Regions from separate parts of the Danio rerio genome. Here region 1 is linked to region 2. Evidence: chromatin contacts called from public Hi-C data. All regions are on one chromosome and are shown on one strand. The core of a region is the stretch at or near the end of the contact, and the rest is flanking DNA. Distances in the headings are between cores, read along the strand shown.

What was found. Hi-C and Micro-C count contacts between places; a contact is called where the count stands out from the background.
Region 1: a contact with region 2 is called in a Hi-C map of an unstated tissue, with 2.4 times the contacts expected there. The contact joins two enhancer-like sites. A contact is called at or near these places in 3 of 18 Hi-C or Micro-C datasets (caudal fin, hematopoietic stem cells and an unstated tissue).

The regions. Positions count from the first base shown.
Region 1 is chr7:39,296,716-39,299,992 of GRCz12tu, forward strand. It overlaps dgkza (diacylglycerol kinase, zeta a), which reads left to right. Exons shown (of 32, transcript XM_073908831.1): 2 at 1,036-1,144; 3 at 1,255-1,350; 4 at 3,241-3,277. Among named protein-coding and RNA genes, the nearest start is that of mdka, 84 kb to the right of the region's middle. Within about 2 kb of position 1,331, at least 7 of the 62 cell types and tissues checked have an H3K27ac peak or open chromatin away from gene starts, as enhancers often do.
Region 2 is chr7:39,225,990-39,229,051 of GRCz12tu, forward strand. All of the region lies in intron 1 of dgkza (diacylglycerol kinase, zeta a), which reads left to right. Among named protein-coding and RNA genes, the nearest start is that of dgkza, 49 kb to the left of the region's middle. Within about 2 kb of position 1,757, at least 44 of the 62 cell types and tissues checked have an H3K27ac peak or open chromatin away from gene starts, as enhancers often do.

The DNA of each region.
Region 1 (3,277 bases), core at 81-2,580, 70 kb after region 2:
TGCCAGGATGACAATATAATAGCATCTAAAGTTCCTTCAAAAAAACACATAATATTTTGTTCTTAAGAATATTTAATTTAATACTAGTCATTTTAGAAATTTTATAATTAGGCATTGGAATCAGAATGTGGAAAAGTATATCCTAAACAAATAAATAATAATAAATGTTAACTAAAAAGCGCAACACAAAGTAACTGAGACTGCGATATCTGCTACCAGATCTTTTTCCAGTCGTCACACACCCACATAAAAATTTACTATGGTAATTTATAGTAAATACTGTAGTGTGTTTTTTAACCATGTGCAATAAGTTGATAATTATTATTATACCTAAATACAACCAAATTTAATACCAGGCATTATAAATTTTTCTGTATTTGTCATTAGTTAAACTTTTCTTACATATTCTTAGCAAAAGATACTTAGAGTATAAACTATTTCTTAATGGTTTGCACAATATTGTTTGAGTTTGAAAGCACTGGAATCTTTAAAAAATATTTAGTTTCACAGCTAGACATGCGGGTTTAGTGTATCTTTTTCTTTTGCTTTTACATTTTCCTTTTACTTCTCAAATATATATTATTTTACTTTAATGTGTTAAATGTGACACAGCTAAAAACAGTCACTTTGATTTAAATGTTGCATTGTACAAAACAGATAGCTTAATAAAATATTAAATTAAAATTAAAATAACAAACAATTGACAAATTCAAATTTTACTTACAAGCAGTTAAAAGGACTTTAGTGTCTTATTAAACTCGAATCATTTCAGTGTTGATTCAATTCAAGTCCAGTAACAGTGTTGATGTTTATCAGTTATGAAACAAATTTGATTCACCTATAAAACAGCTCTACAGAAGACAATCAAGTCATTATTTAGCTCAGTCATATTAGTTCAGGTAATTTGAAGCTTTTGTTTGTTCCACATGCAATAACTGTGCTCTTTTGTTTATGTTTAAAATCCGGGATATTTCTGTTTATGTTTTTATTAGTTTGTATTTTATTGAAATCTGTCTATTTTGTGCTTGCTTGCAGGAAGGCTATTGCCAAGTCCGGTCTCCAGCACCTCTCATGCCAGCCCAGTGCTGCAGTGTTAGCCAAAGGGGAAACGGACAGAGAAATACGCAACACAGTAGACTGGAGTGTGAGTTACAAGAGTCATCAAGACTTCTGATCTCCATTCACTGTATTTTTAGAGAGCTACGGTTTCGTTCTTTGGTTTCACGTTTGGTACTGTGCTTTGTGTTTGAGAAGGAATCAGCTGTATACGGAGAGCACATCTGGTTTGAGACGAATGTCTCGGGGGACTTCTGTTACGTTGGAGAACAGCACTGTTACGCCAAGTCACTGGTGAGTCTGTGTTCTATATATAAAGAAATGACAGAATAAGTCACTGTTTATCAAAGAGAGATGAACAAAGACAAAAGGGAGTTGAGACAAATTCCTTATGTCGTATATCGTATGGGTATATTTGTGGGAATAATCAACAATACTTAGTATGGGTCAAAAAAGTATGGGTTACATATGCACTTCAAAATTCAACTACGACTACTGCATATGTATGCTGTTACAGTTTTGCACATTATTCATTCTCTGCTGGATTTTGCACAACAGTTTAAAATTGACACCTTATGTATATAGAAACCTTCTTTATATATTATTTATTTCATAGTTCATACTAGGGCTGGGTGATATTGCAAATATACATATATATATATATATATATATATATATATATATATATATATATATATATATATATATATATATATATATATATATATATATATATATATATATATATATATATATATATATATATATATATATATATATATATATATATATATATATTGCTTAAAATTCTTTAAAATTATATTAAAATTATTAAATTGACATGTTTCATATCATTTGGTATTGATAATTATTCAATATTTTTTTAATATATTAGGATTTTAAAACATTTAACCACTTCATTTTAATTTTCCAACATTATTAAAGAAAAAAGGATTTAATTGAAAAAATGTTAAAATGATACAGTAAACCTCAACTTTGACTTGAAGTAACTAGCACGAGTGGTGTGTGGTTTCCTTCATTTGCGCTCGTGCTCCCCTACCTGCCGTCATCAACTGTCTTGGATGATAAACCATTGTTGCAGCTTCAATACTAGTTTCTGGAGAAAATGAATGTTTGGGTGAGCTGCGTTTGTCTGAGGTAATTAGTCTGCCGTTATTACTGAAATGTGTATATTCCATACAAAGTGTGAAGCAGGTTGGTTACCTCAGCTTGCATGAATCGTGGTGCACTCGCGTCATTCCGGAAAGTTGAGATATTAGGCACGCCTCCATTTAAATGACAAACTTGCACCTTACTGCTTCCAAGATGCACACTCAGCAGCCACATTTTAATAAAACTACTATATAGCGCTTCACATATATATATATATTTTTTTTTTCAGAATTATTAGCCCCTGAATTATTAGCCCCCTGTTTATTTTTTCCACAATTTCTGTTTAACAGAGAGCAGATGTTTTTCAGCACATTTCTAAACAAAATAGTTTTATCAACTCATTTCTAATTACTGATTTATTTTATCTCTGCCATGATGACAGTACATAATATTTGACTAGATATTTTTCAAGACATTTCTGTACAGCTTAAAGTGTCAGTTAAAGGTTATCTAGGCAGGTTAGGGTAATTAGGCAAGTTATAATGATGGTTCTGTAGACTATTGAAAAAAACTATTGCTTAAAGGTATATTAATAGCTTTAATAATGTTTACCTTAAAATGTTTTTTTTATTAAAAACTGCTTTTATTCTATCCGAAATAAAAATTTTTAAGACTTTTTCCAGAAGAAAAAATATTATCAGACCTACTGTGAAAATTTCCTTGCTCTGTTAAACATTATTTGGGAAATATTTAAAAAAAGAAAAGAAATTAAAGGGGGGCTAATAATTCTGACTTCAACTGTATGTCAAGATGATAAAAGAGAAGATAGAGATTGATGGAAAAAATAGGAAAGACATAATATACCTAATTTGTCATGCACGTTTTTTTTTTTTTTGTCATATCTTTATCTCGTCGTGTAATGCTGCTCTCTAGTGGTATGTATACAGAATGCATTGCATTTGTCTTGTGCTTAAAATAATTAAAAAGAATTGAGAAAGCATACAATAATTGTAGTTTTGATGTCACCTTAGTTCAAAGCTAAATCTAATATGACCTTTTTTTTTTCCATAGCAAAAGTCTGTTGCTCGGAAAAAGTGTGCGGCTTGCA
Region 2 (3,062 bases), core at 507-3,006:
ATGTACTTGCTGTTCCATCCACAGTAGTGTTTTGTATTAATATTGGGCTTTTATTTTTATGAGACTAATATTTGTTTAATTAAATGATAATTGGTATTGAAACGGTTATAAAATGCAATCATTTAAAAAAAATAATTTAGAATTAGATAGATAGATGGATGGATGGTAGATAGACAGATAAATAGATAGGTGGAGGGATGGATGGATGTATAGATAGGTGGATGGATGAATGGATAGGTTGATAGGTAGAAGGATGGATGGATGGATGGATGGATGGATAAGTTGATGGGTAGAAAGATGGATAGATAGATGGATGGATAGATAGATGGATAGGTTGATGGATAGATAGATAGATGGATGGATAGGAGGATGGATGGATGGATGGATGTATGGATGGATAGGTGGATGGATAGATGGATGAGTTGATGGGCAGAAAGATGGATAGATAGATGGATGGATAGATAGATGGATAGGTTGATGGATAGATAGATAGATGGATGGATAGGAGGATGGATGGATGGATGGATGTATGGATGGATAGGTGGATGGATAGATGGATGAGTTGATGGGCAGAAAGATGGATAGATTGATGGATAGGTTGATGGGTAGAAAGATGGATGGATAGATAGATGGATGGATTGGTAGATAGATGGATGGATGGATGGATGGATAGGTGGATGGATGAATGGATAGATGGATGGATAGATAGATGGATAGGTTAGTAGATAGATAGATAGATAGATAGATAGATAGATAGATAGATAGATAGATAGATAGATAGATAGATAGATAGATAGATAGATAGATAATATTGTTGTTTAAATGGTTAGACTTATCTGTAATACTTCTGGTCTATGTTGTGATGCTGTTCTACATTGCAGGCTAGCAGTGAATCTTTATATAAAGGTGCAAAAGAAAAACCTTTAACTGAAGCTAAGAGCTATATACACAAACACTGATTTGCCAGAAATCAATAGCGACTCAGAGCCTGAGGCCATCTTTCTTTCTGCTCTTTTCTTTTCATGTCTTTTTCTTTCTCTCCTTTTCTGAGTGTCAAACTGCATTTATTCACTGGTATAATGTCCTCCTACCTGAGTACCTATTACAATTGTGCTCACACAACCAAAAACACATTGTTCTGTGTGTGTGTGTGTGTGTGTGTGTGTGTGTGCGCGCACGTGCAATGTTTTACATTTTACTTCATATATGCTTTTGTGACCCAAGTTATGCATCTTTTGGTCAAACAAAACTAGATTGACTCCTGATTTGATCTGCCTACCATAAGCTGTTTATTATTTGCATTGTCAGCACATTTTCATCTAGAGCTTCTGTCTGACAGACAGCAAAACATTCAAAATGTCAAAAACAGTCAGGCATTTGGAGGGACAGCTACATTTGGGGTCCTATGAATGAGTCTCTTTTTGAGTTTGACACTTCCTGGAGTGCAACCGGCAGTCAGAGCATATGTGTGTGCGCCTGCATTTATGTGTGTCTGTGTGTGTGTGTTTGAGTACAAGCGACAGCCACCAAGAGAGGAGCAGGAGATGAGCTCTTGAGAACGAGAGAGAGAGAAAGACATGCAAAGAGGTCTGGAGGAATACTCTGTGCTTAGACTGGGATTGTAAGAACTTCCTGAGAGAGAGAGAGAGAGAGAGAGAGAGGGAGGAAGGAAAGAGAGGAGGGGGAGAGGAATGCGGGGGTTTGCTTATAGGATTATGTGTCTTGAAGGCGGAATGGGAAGCGGATCACACGTGGACATCTGTGAGGATCTGCAAGACTGAGCGCTGTTGGTGTTGTCCTCCCTCTCTTTGAGAGAGGCGGAGAGCAGGATGGTGCGACCCTTCTCTGCTTGTCGTTCTTGCCATGAGGACTCTCTGACTCTGTGAGTTTGGGATTGGTTCACATTGTTTGATTGACAGCTGGGGCTCCTGATGGAGCAAGAGCTGGGAGCAGGTTCTCAGGACAGGGAAGAGGTCACAGCCTCTCTGGCCTCCACGTCCGCTTCTTCATCTAACTCTGACATCCCATCCAAGCCTTTGCCCGAGGGGGATAGAGTGGCGGTTAGTCGGCGGCACAGCAGCAGGACTTTTACTGGGTTACGACTGTTTGGAAGGAGGTGAGTGTGACACCTGATGACGGAGATCATCCTGGTGCACTTGTGCTTGTCTGTGGGTAGATGTACAGATTGTGTATTTATGAGAACTTGCGGAGTGTGTGTGTGTGTGTGTGTGTGTGTGTGTGTGTGTTTGCCGTGCTCAAGTTTCCATTCAGTGTTTCCATCTCAAAGCCAAGCCCTGTGCTGTGCGTTTACAATAACAACACATCGTGTCTGTAACACTGTGTGTATATTACCTAGCCAGACTGTGCTCGCTGACAGATTGTATTGTGTTTGGGTTGGAGTTCTCTTTGCAATACACTGCACAGCCTATATAAGTACACCCCTCACAAACCTCTCGTTTAAATGAATATTCTTTATACCATGCTTTATAATTTATATATATATTTGTGCATATACTTTAAATTAGTCAGTCCTGATCAAATCAGGAGCTTATCTAACTAAATATCTTACGATAATGAAAGTGTATAGAAAAATATTAAATAGAAAATTTGAAAAAAGATGAAAAATCAAGAGAAAGAAATTATATTACAATTTTGTAGAAATTTTGTAATTTTTATTGCATGAATTTAAATGTATGTTTTTATTTTTATATTTGTTTGGTGAATAAAATGTTATTTAATAAATATATCTGTTTAATAAATCTGTTTTGTTTGAATGCACCAAAATACATTGCCTATATTTACTGAGAAAATAAGAAATATATTCATTTTCAAAATGGGGTGTACTCAATTATGCTGAGCACTGTAACTAATTGATAGAATTGCAAAAAATTGTCAACAGACTTGGTTGTATGCTACTTACTGTATGGATCACATTAAAAATGTTTGCTAGTCATATAATTTCAAAGCAGTGGATAACACATATTGCTTATGGTGAGAGCGGAGCATTCAGAATGTGTTGCTGCACAACCAAGCTTGTTCTAGTAGAAGAACTGCTTATGCAA